2 separate regions of the Pan troglodytes genome follow, and region 2 is linked to region 1. Evidence: chromatin contacts called from public HiChIP or PLAC-seq data. All regions are on one chromosome and are shown on one strand. The core of a region is the stretch at or near the end of the contact, and the rest is flanking DNA. Distances in the headings are between cores, read along the strand shown. Region 1 holds the start of PSMC3 (proteasome 26S subunit, ATPase 3). Region 2 holds the start of KBTBD4 (kelch repeat and BTB domain containing 4).

The links. HiChIP or PLAC-seq counts read pairs in DNA pulled down with a chosen protein or histone mark.
Region 2: a contact with region 1 is called in an H3K4me3 HiChIP or PLAC-seq map of stem cell-derived excitatory neurons, with 11 times the contacts expected there. The contact joins the promoter of KBTBD4 here to the promoter of PSMC3 in region 1. A contact is called at or near these places in 1 of 7 Hi-C or Micro-C datasets (stem cell-derived neural progenitor cells) and 1 of 1 datasets of contacts at active chromatin or transcription factors (stem cell-derived excitatory neurons).

Annotation. Positions count from the first base shown.
Region 1 is chr9:51,441,055-51,446,716 of NHGRI_mPanTro3-v2.0_pri, forward strand. It overlaps PSMC3 (proteasome 26S subunit, ATPase 3), which reads right to left and starts at 1,480. Exons shown (of 12, transcript XM_508413.8): 1 at 1,184-1,480; 2 at 846-929; 3 at 99-224. The coding sequence starts at 1,258.
Region 2 is chr9:51,592,295-51,597,810 of NHGRI_mPanTro3-v2.0_pri, forward strand. It overlaps KBTBD4 (kelch repeat and BTB domain containing 4), which reads right to left and starts at 3,590. Exons shown (of 4, transcript NM_001280204.1): 1 at 3,483-3,590; 2 at 2,063-2,680; 3 at 246-352. The coding sequence starts at 2,651. It overlaps NDUFS3 (NADH:ubiquinone oxidoreductase core subunit S3), which reads left to right and starts at 3,743. Exons shown (of 9, transcript NM_001079913.1): 1 at 3,743-3,809; 2 at 3,920-3,985; 3 at 5,169-5,266; 4 at 5,479-5,516. The coding sequence starts at 3,743. It overlaps LOC112204963 (U5 spliceosomal RNA), which reads right to left and starts at 1,244; the gene lies at 1,127-1,244.

The DNA.
Region 1 (5,662 bases), core at 230-2,729:
GCCTCAATACCTCCACCCACTCTTTCCCTAGTGGCCCCACCCCAGGCTGTCCCCAATCCCTGCTGACTCCCTCTCTTCCCCTCCACATACACACACACCTCGATGACGTTGGAGACAAGGTACGGCAGGGTCTTGTTCACTTTGATTTTCTCACTGTTCTCTTTTATCTTGTCCTTCATGGCTTGGAGCTCATGGGTGACTCTCAACACTTCACTCTTCATGATCTGAGATCAGGAGGGGAGGAGAAGCAAATATAAACCCTGGCACAGCTTATGCTAGAGCCCTGTAACTAGTGAGGTCCAGGGTGCCCAGGGGACCCTCCCGCATCCATTCATCCAGCTCTGAGGCTCTCTGAAGGCAGAGTCTGACTGTGTCCACATCCTGCAGAAGTCAAAAGAGGAGGCCAGTTTGGAAACCTCCTGGTGAAATAGTGGTAGTATTGGAATAAAAGCAGGCCTCCGAGAGAGGCAAATATAGGTTTTAGGTTCTGCCTCGTAGTAAGAACTGGGTGCTTTATCGCAGTACAAACCTCTCTGGGCCTGTCTCCTCATCTGTAAAATAGGCATTTTACTAAAAGAAGGATTCTTGAGAGGATTATTCCCAGTTCTCACTGGGAAAGGCAATCTGATAACCTCTCATCTCAGCCCAGGTCTCCCACCATCCCCTACCTGTCTTCTTGTCCCTTTTAAGGCTTAGTTTTCTTTCCTCTCTTCCTGATACGAGGGGGAAGCCCGAGCCCCATGTCTCCCCCAGGGTGCCCGAGAAGGAAGTAGGAGAGGCGACTCGGATCGCTGGGGCCTGTCCTGTAGGGGGCCCCATCGCCCGCACAGGAGCTGTGCGCCCACCTTGATCTCACTGTCCAGCAGCCGTGTGCGCTGGATGATCTCCTCCGTGGACATCTTGAGCACCTCCTCCCCAATTCCATCTTGCTGTAAAAAATTATTTGTTTATTTATATATTTACTTTTACTCAGAACAAGCATCCCTCGTTCTCCGAACCCACTCACAGCCTCAGTTTCCACGCCCATAAAACCAGGATGGAGTCAGGACCCCTGCCCACATCCCAAACAACCCCGTCCCCGGGATCGGGCCAGACCTTGACCCCCAGCCACCTCCTTCCCTCTTGTCAATGGCGTCTCCCTGCGGGCCCCGGTTCCCGGACCGCCAGCTCGCCCGGTGCCCACCTCGGCCTCATCCCACACGGTCGCCATCTTCTCCTGCCGAGTCACTGGACTCTCAAGATTCGGCAGCAGATTCATTTCCTGGAGGAGCGGGCAGAAGATGGGACCAGGCGGGAGCCGCAACGGGAGATTAATACCGTCTTTCTTAAAGCCTTCTCTTGACCAGTGGAAAACCTCTCCCCACAAATCCCGACTCTTGACCGGACCAGCTCCGGCCGTGCTGCGGAGCAGCGAATCTGCCTCTCCGATTCCAAAGACCAACCCCTGGCCACAGGCCCCGCCCCCGCGGCCCCCGAAACGTTCCCGCCCGCGTCCTATTTTTGCCGGGCGCGAGAGGTGGGGCCGCTATTGGCCGACACGCGCGTTGGGGGCGGGGCCTAGGTGTAAAACCGGAAAGGGAGGGAGAACGGTGGGATCCGCGAGGGCCTTTGGGAAATGTAGTCTTTAATCTGGCCGGTGACAGATGCTTGCGGAGGGGCGCGTTCAAACTCAGACTGTGACCCCGCTAGGAATAAGGGGATTTACACAATGACACTGCCTCCCAATTAATAAACGACATAGGCCAGCCGTGTGCAAAGGGCCAAAAAGGCATGCCACCTCAGTCCGCATTTTTACAATTATTTAAGTACAAGCTGGCCACCCGGAGTTACGGGAGGGAATCATTAACCAGCTTTAAAGAGAAATCGCTGCTGCTCCTAACGTCAGAGCAGGCTTCACGGAATTGTCCACGTGGGAAGAACTCAATTGACCATCAGCCTCTACGATTAAAAACATTATGACTCGGGCCGGGCGCGGTGGCTCACGCCTGTAATCCCAGCACTTTGGGAGGCCGAGGCGGGCGGATCACGAGGTCAGGAGATCGAGACCATCCTGGCTAACACGGTGAAACCCCGTCTCTACTAAAAATACAAAAAATTAGCCGGGCGTGGTGGCGGGCGCCCGTAGTCCCAGCTACTCCGGGCTGAGCCAGGAGAATGGCATGAACCTCGGAGGCGGAGCTTGCAGTGAGCCGTGATCGCGCCACTGCACTCCAGCCTGGGCGACAGAGCGAGACTCCGTCTCAAAAAAAATTATGTCTCGTATCTGCAATTGTTTGTTTTCTCTGCCCATGGTTAGTAATCTCAGTGAGCAGAGCGGGTCTCCGGATCATGGGAGACTCATTCGTTGTACCCTTGTCGGCTATTTTAAATGATCTCTCCTTATCTTTTGAGGTGAGCCCTGGAGCCCCTTTAAAGGGAACTTCATGTAAGCAACATAGCTTATATTTCAAGTCAAACCATCACAAACACTCTGTTAACCTGATGAAAATCTGTGCAATCGTTGCCTTTTTGTTTGTTTGTTTGCTTGTTTTTTGTTTTTTGAGACGGAGTCTCGCTCTGTCGCCCAGGCTGGAATGCAGTGGCGCGATCTCTCCCTACCGCAACCTCCGCCTCCCGGGTTCAATGGATTCTCCTGCCTCAGCCTCTCAAGTAGCTGGGATTACAGGCACCCACCACCACGCCCAACTAATTTTTGTATTTTTAATAGAGACAAGGTTTCACCATGTTGACCAGGCTGGTCTCAAACTCCTGGGCGTAAGTGATCTTCCTGCCTCAGCCTCCTAAAGTGTTGGTACTATAGGCATGAGCCACTACACCTAGCCTTTGCAGTAGTTTTTTTTGGAACACGGTTGAAAGCAGAATTTTTTTCTTTAAATAACAACATGTACAGCTGCTCACTCAGGCTGACAAAGCGTCTCCTCAAGTAACAGTGCTTTATTCCATTCTCTCAACAAGCCTGCCTTGTGGACAGATTGAATTACCATTCTCAACTTTAAATAAGCATAGGGAGGCTCAGAGAGGTTAAGTGCCTTGCTGGAGGTTATTCAGTGAGTCACTGGCAGCACTAGGACTGCTGACCCCAAATTCTCACTTTGAGTTGCCCGACAGGAGCCAAGAAGCCCAGAGGGGAAAGAGACTGTCCAATCTGTGCTGGTCCCACTATGCCTGGGTCAGTTGGGTCCCATTCTGGGGCCTACTTTTGGAGATCCTGACAAATACGAATATGTTTAGAAAGCCTCCAGCCTGGGCCTAGGAGGGATGCAGACATTCTCCCCTTAACCAACTTTTAGGTAGGCTCTTCTGAGCCATCTTTTTTTGACTAGGCCTTGTGGGCTGTTCCTTCATCCCTGTCATCAACTTGTCTAACCCTGTTTTCACAAAAATCCTGCTAGTCAGTTTAACGGAATCCCCCCACCCCTGATACCTCATCCCTCTTGATATATGATCCAGGTCCTCATTTACCCTTCACCATTGAAGTATAAACCCTTGGTCTGCTTTTTTTTTTTTTTTTTTTTTTTTGAGACGAAGTCTTGCTCTGTCACCCAGGCTTGAGTTCAGTGGTGCGATCTTGACTCACTGCAACCTCCGCCTCCTGTGTTCAAGCAATTCTCCTGCCTCAGCCTCCTGAGTAGCTGTGATTACAGACACCCACCACCACGCCCAGCTAATTTTTGTATTTTAGTAGAGACGGGGTGTCACCATGTTGGCCAGGATGGTCTCGACCGCCTCATGATCCTCTCGCCTCCACCTCCCAAAGTGCTGGGATTACAGGCGTGAGCCACCGCGCCCGGCCGTCCTTGGCCTGCTTTAACAAGAATCCTGTTAGGCCATTTTAGCAAGAATCCCCCTACTGGCCGGGCGCGGTAGCTCACGCCTGTAATCCCAGCACTTTGGGAGGCCGAGGCGGGTGGATCACAAGGTCAGGAGATCGAGACCATCCTGGCTAACACGGTGAAACCCCGTCGCTACTAAAAAATACAAAAAATTAGCCGAGCGTGGTGGCGGGCGCCTGTAGTCCCAGCTACTTGGGAGGCTGAGCCAGGATAATGGCGTGAACTCAGGAGGCGGAGCTTGCAGTGAGCCAAGATCGTGCCACTGCACTCCAGCCTGGACGACAGAGCGAGACTCCATCTCAAAAAAAAAAAAAAAAAAAAAAAGAATCCCCCTACTGTTAATACTTCCCCTTAGTAATTTTCAATCCACTGACCCCTTCACGTTGCTTTGGTTATAAATTCCCAGCTGTGTTTCCTGTATTCAGAATTGAGCTCAGTTCTATACTGCAATCTTTTTCCTAATCCCCAAAGCCAGTGCCGGACCGCAGCCTGGTGGAATGTTAAAGAGAAGGATTGACCCACCTGGATTTTAGGACCATTCTAGGCTGAACGTCTCATTCTTTTTTTTTTTTTTTTTGAGACAGAGTCTTGCTCTGTCACCCAGGCTGGAGTGCAATGGCACAATCACAGCTCACTGCAACCTCCACCTCCTGGGTTCAAGTGATTCTCCTGTCTCAGCCTCCCAAACAGCTGGGACTAAAGGCACCCACAACCATACCTGGCTAATTTTTGTATTTTTAGTAGAGACGGTGTTTCACCATGTTGGTCAGGCTGGTCTCAAACTCCTGACTTCAGGTGATCAGCCTGTCTCAGCCTCCCAAAGTGCTGGGATTAGAGGCGTGAGCCACTGCACCCGGCCCTGAACATCTCCTTCTTTAATCCTGGCTAGAATGACAGGGATTGATTATCTTGGAAGCCCAGGAGTAGGAATGTCTTGGGGAGATGGGAGAAAAAGGAGAATAGTTTATGAAGGTTCACTCTGCTCAAAAAGGTCAAGGAAGTACCAGGAGGTCAGTCCCAGCAAGGAGCTGGGAACCTGGAGCAGAGCATGTCTTCAGGGAGAAAGAGGTTGGCTGAATTAGGGACCTCTGGTCCATCTGGGCCTCTAGAGAGAAGAGGTCTAGGCCAGGCCTAGAACAGATGTTTCTGTCTTGGCATCAAGCTAGGGTGAGAGCCACCAGGCCAAAACCCTGGAGTCATTCTTTGTTTTTGTTTGTTTGTTTTGAGACAGGGTCTCAGTCTGTCACCCAGGCTGGAGTGCAGTGGTGTGATCACAGCTTGCTGCAGCCTCCACTTCCCAGGCTCAGGTGATGCTCCCACCTCAGCCTCCTGAGTAGCTGGGACTACAGATGCACACCACCACACTCAGCTAATTTTTGTGTTTTTGTTTTTTTTTTTTCTGAGACAGAGTTTCACTCTTGTTGCCCAGGCTGGAGGGCAATGGCACGATCTGGGCTCACTGCAACCTCCACCTCCTGGGTTCAAGCAATTCTCCTGCCTCAGCCTCCCGAGTAGCTGGGATTACAGGCATGCACCACCATGCCTGGCTAATTTTGTATTTTTAGTAGAGGTGGGGTTTCTCCATGTTGGTCAGGCTGGTCTTGAACTCCTAACCTCAGGTGATCCACCCGTCTTGGCCTCCCAAAGTGCTGGGATTACAGGTGTGAGCCACCATGCCTGGCCATTTTTGTGTTTTTTGTAGAGATGGGGTTTCACCATGTTGCCCAGGCTGGTCTCAAAATCCTGGGCTCAAGTGATCCACCAACCTCCGCCTCCCAAAGTCCTGGTATTACAGGCATCAGCCACTGCACCTGGAGTCATTCTTGACT
Region 2 (5,516 bases), core at 2,340-4,839, 150 kb after region 1:
AATACAAAAATTAGCCGGGCGTGGTGGTGGGCACCTGTAGTCCCAGCTACTAGGGAGGCTGAGGCAGGAGGATGGCGTGAACCCGGGAGGCAGAGCTTGCAGTGAGCCGAGATTGCGCCACTGCACTCCAGCCTGGATGACAGAGCAAGACTCCATCTCAAAAAAAAAAAAAAAGAGGCCAAATTGACTGATGGCAAGAATGCATGGAGAGTATGCAGTCTCAACAATTAAGAGATTTGCCTTACCTTCAAGCTTGTCCTGAGTGACTCTGCAAAAGCCTCTCTTTCCTCTTTATTAAAGTTGATCCAGGCTTCTATTGCCTCTGTTGGGTTCTGAGAACACGGAACTCCATCTGTGAGAGCCAGAGGAAAGGCATGGTCAATGACAATCCGAAAGAGAAATTCAGAGTAAGGGACTTTAAAGATGTGAACCACTTTATTAGACTACTGCTGGGCATGTGTATATGTGTACATGCATACATACACATATACATGAAATTAACCTAAAATTGCTTTTTTTTTTTTTTTTTTTTTTGAGGCAGGGTCTCACCCTGTTGCTCAGGCAGAAGTGCAATGGCGCAATCACCATCACCATAGCCTCAACCTCCTGGGCTCAAGCAATCCTGTTTCAGCCTCCCAAGTAGCTGGGACTACAGGTGTGCACCACCACGCCTGGCTAATTTTCTTATTTTCTGTATAGACAAGGTCTCACTGTTGTCCAGGCTGGTCTCAAACTCCTGCCATCAAGGGATCCTCCCTCCTTGGCCTCCCAAAGTGCTGGGATTACAGGCATGAGCCACCATGCCTGGCGGGTCTTGCTTTTTTTTTTTTTTTTTTTTTTGAGATGGAGTCTTGCACTGTTGCCCAGGCTGGAGTGCAGTGGCGTGATCTCGGCTCACTGCAAGCTCCACCTCCCGGGTTCACGCCATTCTCCTGCCTCAGCCTCCCGAGTAGCTGGGTCTACAGGCGCCTGCCACCATGCCCGGCTAATTTTTTGTACTTTCACCATGTTAGCCAGGATGGCCTCGATCTGACCTCGTGATCCGCCCGCCTCGGCCTCCCAAAGTGCTGGGATTACAGGCGTGAGCCACTGCGCCTGGCCCGTGCCTTGCTCTTTTTTAAAGATAGTCTCATGTGTTACATGAGCCCTCAAAAAGTTGGGTAAAGACTCATAACCGTTCCTCTCCATGGAAATCTTTAGTAAAAGGTAAAAGATTTACACAATCTGAAGAGAAACCAGAGTATGTGCCTTGCTTTTTTTAAATCAAAATGGATGACTCGATAAGCTCCCATCTGCCATGGAAGCAACCTACTAAGCTACAGAGCTCACACCATTTTTTTTTTTTTTTTGAGATGGAATCTTGCTCTGTCGCCCAGGCTGGAGTGCAGTGGCGTGATCTTGGCTCACTGCAACCTCTGCCTCCGGGTTCAAGTGATTCTCCTGCCTCAGCCTTCCCAAGTAGCTGAGACTACAGGTGCAAGCCACCATGCCCGGCTAATTTTTGTATTTTTTGTGGAGACGGGATTTCACCATGTTGGCCAGGGTGGTCTTGAACTCCTGACCTCAGGTGATCCACCCACCTCGGCCTCCCAAAGTGTTGGGATTACAGGTGTGAGCCACCATGCCTGGCCAACCTCACACCTTAAGTATGGCTATATCTCACTTGCAAGGTTAGGATTGTTTCCTAACGTTGGCCCATCACTAAAAAAGTTTTTAGTCTTAGATATCTTGCCCCATCACCAATTTACATAGGTAATTAGACCCACTGGGACATACGAAGTACAGGATAAATTAGAGTATAATACAAATCACTCCTCACTACTCTGTGTGGTTAAATGTTGTGCTTTAATTTTCCTGACTTCCTCTAACGCACTGTCTCTCTGACAGCAATTACACTGAATCTCACCTCAATCTTTCTCAGCAGGTTATCTCAGTAAGAATGCAGGAATAATAATGTAAACTAACACCAGGAAGCTTGAGGGTTCTTTTCTCCTAAACTAGAACATTCACTGAACATCATAGCCAAGTAACTGGGTATGGTGTGTCCCCTCCCTAAACTTACCCGAGATGATATCTGTGAGTAAGTGGTGGGGCAAGTGGAGAAATTCCTCTGTATTCTGCAGCTGGGCCAGGTGGGTCTTGGCACAGTGCTTGGCAGCCGTATAGAGCTCAGGATCACTGTGCCGATCTGCCAGCCACATCACCTGAAGGCAGTTTCCCACTTGCACTGTGCGGGCCAAAAACCGAGAGCATTCCTCAAAGAGAGATGTCAGCTGATACATGTCTGACACCTCATAAATTTCCTGCAACTCCTCAGCTCGAAGTTTCACAGTCCCATGGTAGATATAATCAACCAGGAGCTGGAAAACAGACTCGCTGACATCCTGCAGCACAATCACCCGGTTGTGGGCCTCCTTCAGGTTGGAAGTGAACATGGATCGGAAGAAGCAGCTCTGAGCTGAGAGGACCAGCCGATGGAGCTGAAACTCCCGGCCTTCCACCGAAATGGTGACATCAGCAAAGAGCTCCTCCTCTAGACACAGTTTCATGATGCCTTGAGCCACACGGCCTGAATGTGACCGATCTTTGAAAGTGTAGTTCACAAAGTAGTTCTCATCCATGGATGCTCCAGGCTCCTCTGGTGATTCCATGCTAGCCAACGTCTCTCTCTGCCAGCTGTCTGCAAAGCAACACCACCTTGAGTAACCTGAGGAATTCACAGCCATAGTCTGTGAATCCAACTGTCCAACTCAGGGAGGGAAAAGGAAGAAGTGAGAGCAAAGTGGGTCCAGATTGGCCTTAGTCCTGGCCCTGTCCATGATGTCCCTGACGCTATCCTTTAACCAAATCTGGGTTCGTTATCCCCAGTGGCGCCCCTCCGCTAATGAAATAAATAAAAGTTCCAACTCTGGGTGTTTTCCTGAGAAAACACGGAATAATTCCTTTCCATAATGTTAACAAAAGACTTGGGATTTAGGTCAATATATGAAAGCAAAGGGCTGGGAGAGGCCTGTGATCGTAAAAGCCTTACTAACCAAATAACTGGGGCATAAAACTAGTGAAGCTCAGGGGCAGTAGAATCAGACAAAAAGGACCCCGGCCCCGGCCTAGTGGCCAGGTCCTCTCCTTCCCAGCGCATGGAGTTAAGACGCTCCATATGAAGCCTAGCCTGGGATATCCGTGGGTCTTACATTTGCTGTCTTCTGAGCTGCTTCCCCCACACTTCCCCGCTCGCTCGAAAGACTCCCTATGGCTGCGTCCCAGAACTTGAGTCCATCCGCCCCCAGGCCGGGGCACTGGGAGGCCCATCACCCTGTGCAATGTCCCCGCTCCACCTTGAGTCGTCTTGGAAACGGTCGCCAGGGAAACCGTTCTTCCCGCTCAGGCCCGCCCGCCCTCGTCAAAAGCTTGGCTCAGAGAGCGGGGGAGGGGTGTGTAGCGTAGAACCCAGAACGCCCGCCCCCTCCCCTCCTCTCACCCGCCTGGTTCTTCAGCGTCCTCGCCTTCTCTCTAGGCTCTGCCACACGGAGCTAGGACCACGCTCACCTCACGATTTCCCTACCTGCCTGTCTCGCTTTCTCACCTGCGTTCCCTCCTTTCATCCCGGAACCCGGAACCTCCGCTTCCGGCTCCACGTCCGCCCGGAAGAAGATCTGCTGCACACTTCCGTTTCCGGTCCGTGCCCTTGGGGCTCCGTGTCCTGCTGTCTTTCCGTCCGCTGCCTAGTCTGCATCTGAGTAACATGGCGGCGGCGGCGGTAGCCAGGCTGTGGTGGCGCGGGATCTTGGGGGCCTCGGCGCTGACCAGGGGTGAGCACGGGCAGCCAGCTGAGACCGGGGTCAGGCGCAGCGGCGTGCCCAGTGCAGAGAGCTCCTCAGGGCTCATCCCGCGCGTCTGTGCCTTTTATCTCCCTGTGCAGGGACTGGGCGACCCTCCGTTCTGTTGCTGCCGGTGAGGCGGGAGAGCGCCGGGGCCGACACGCGCCGTGAGTATGTGCGGGCAGCGCTCTTCTCTGAACTATCGGCGGGGCCCCTTAGGTGCCTGTCCTTGCCCTAGGATGCCCTTCCCTTCGTCCTCCTGGCAAATCTTGGAGATCTGACTTGCAGTGGTCTTCACCCTGCATGCAGAATCGAGCCCTCCCTGTGCCCTTAGGCCTGTTATGGCCCTGATTGTTCCTTGTCCATTTCAATCATCCCCTTTTTGTCTGATTAAACTGTCAGCTCTTTGAAAGCAAGCAATATAACCTTTAGGCCTCAGAGCCCTGTAATAATAGTACCTAGCGTTAATTGAGTGCTTAATGTGTGCCTGGCACCTCGCTAAGCGTTTTAGTGAATGATCTTATTTCGTCCTCACAACAGCCTTATGGGGTAGATAGCATCTTACTCTTCTTACTATAGATCAGGAAACAGTCCAAAGAATTAAACTGCCCAGGGTCAAAGACCTAGTGAATGACAAAGTAGGCCTGCCTGCTGCCAGAGGCAGAAACACCTAACCATTATTCTGTAGCTTGTGATGTGTGATTGCTCAGTGGTTTAGGGTTGCATGAATGAGTATGTACATATTATGTTACAGTCAAGATACACGGACTGGGAGTTAGGAGACCTGGCATTTCTCCTTTCCTGGGCCTCAGTTTTCTCATTGACACACACACACACACAGACACACACACACACACACCTGGGCCTCAGTTTTCTCATTGACACACATACACACACACACTTTCAAGGAGACAGTCTGTGAGGGGTCTTCAAGCCCTGAAGTTCTTAGCTTGAGAACCTGGTATAAACTTGCGTGCTAAGGAGCTACAGAGAGGCAAAAAGTTCAGTTCCCATCCTCAAACAGCTCTTAGTCTGACAGGAGAACTGAGACTACTGCTTTAGCAGAAATGCAGGCAATGTGAGGGAAGAACCGTGGAGTAATTTTGAGAAGAGGTGAACACCCCAGCTGCTATAGTAAGAGTCTTTCTGAGGACCGTGTAGTTAAGGTGGCACTTTACCCAAGTTTTCATCACTCTATTCCCTAGAAGGGAAACCTTTCACATGCACCTTTCTCAAGGTGCTTCAGGGAGCCTTTCCTGGATTTGACATCCCTTACAAGCCTAAGAGACTGCATGCAGGGCTGGCTTTTGCCTTCTCCATTTCTTTGTTAAATATGCCTTTTCCTTCCAGCCACTGTCAGACCACGGAATGATGTGGCCCACAAGCAGCTCTCAGCTTTTGGAGAGTATGTGGCTGAAATCTTGCCCAAGTATGTCCAACAAGTTCAGGTAATACTTACTACTGTTATTTGGGTCTGGGTCAAGAAAGAACCATGTTCGCAGGGCATGTGGGAGTGGGCAGACTTGTTTCAAAGAAACTACAGATTCCTCCATCCCAAGCTTGGACATTTCTCTCAGCATTAAACCAGGTGACTCCAGCTGAAGTTAGCTGTTCCCTCAGTAGCTCTTTGTTCCCTCTCCCCTCCCTTTCATGTGTGCAGGTGTCCTGCTTCAATGAGTTAGAGGTCTGTATCCATCC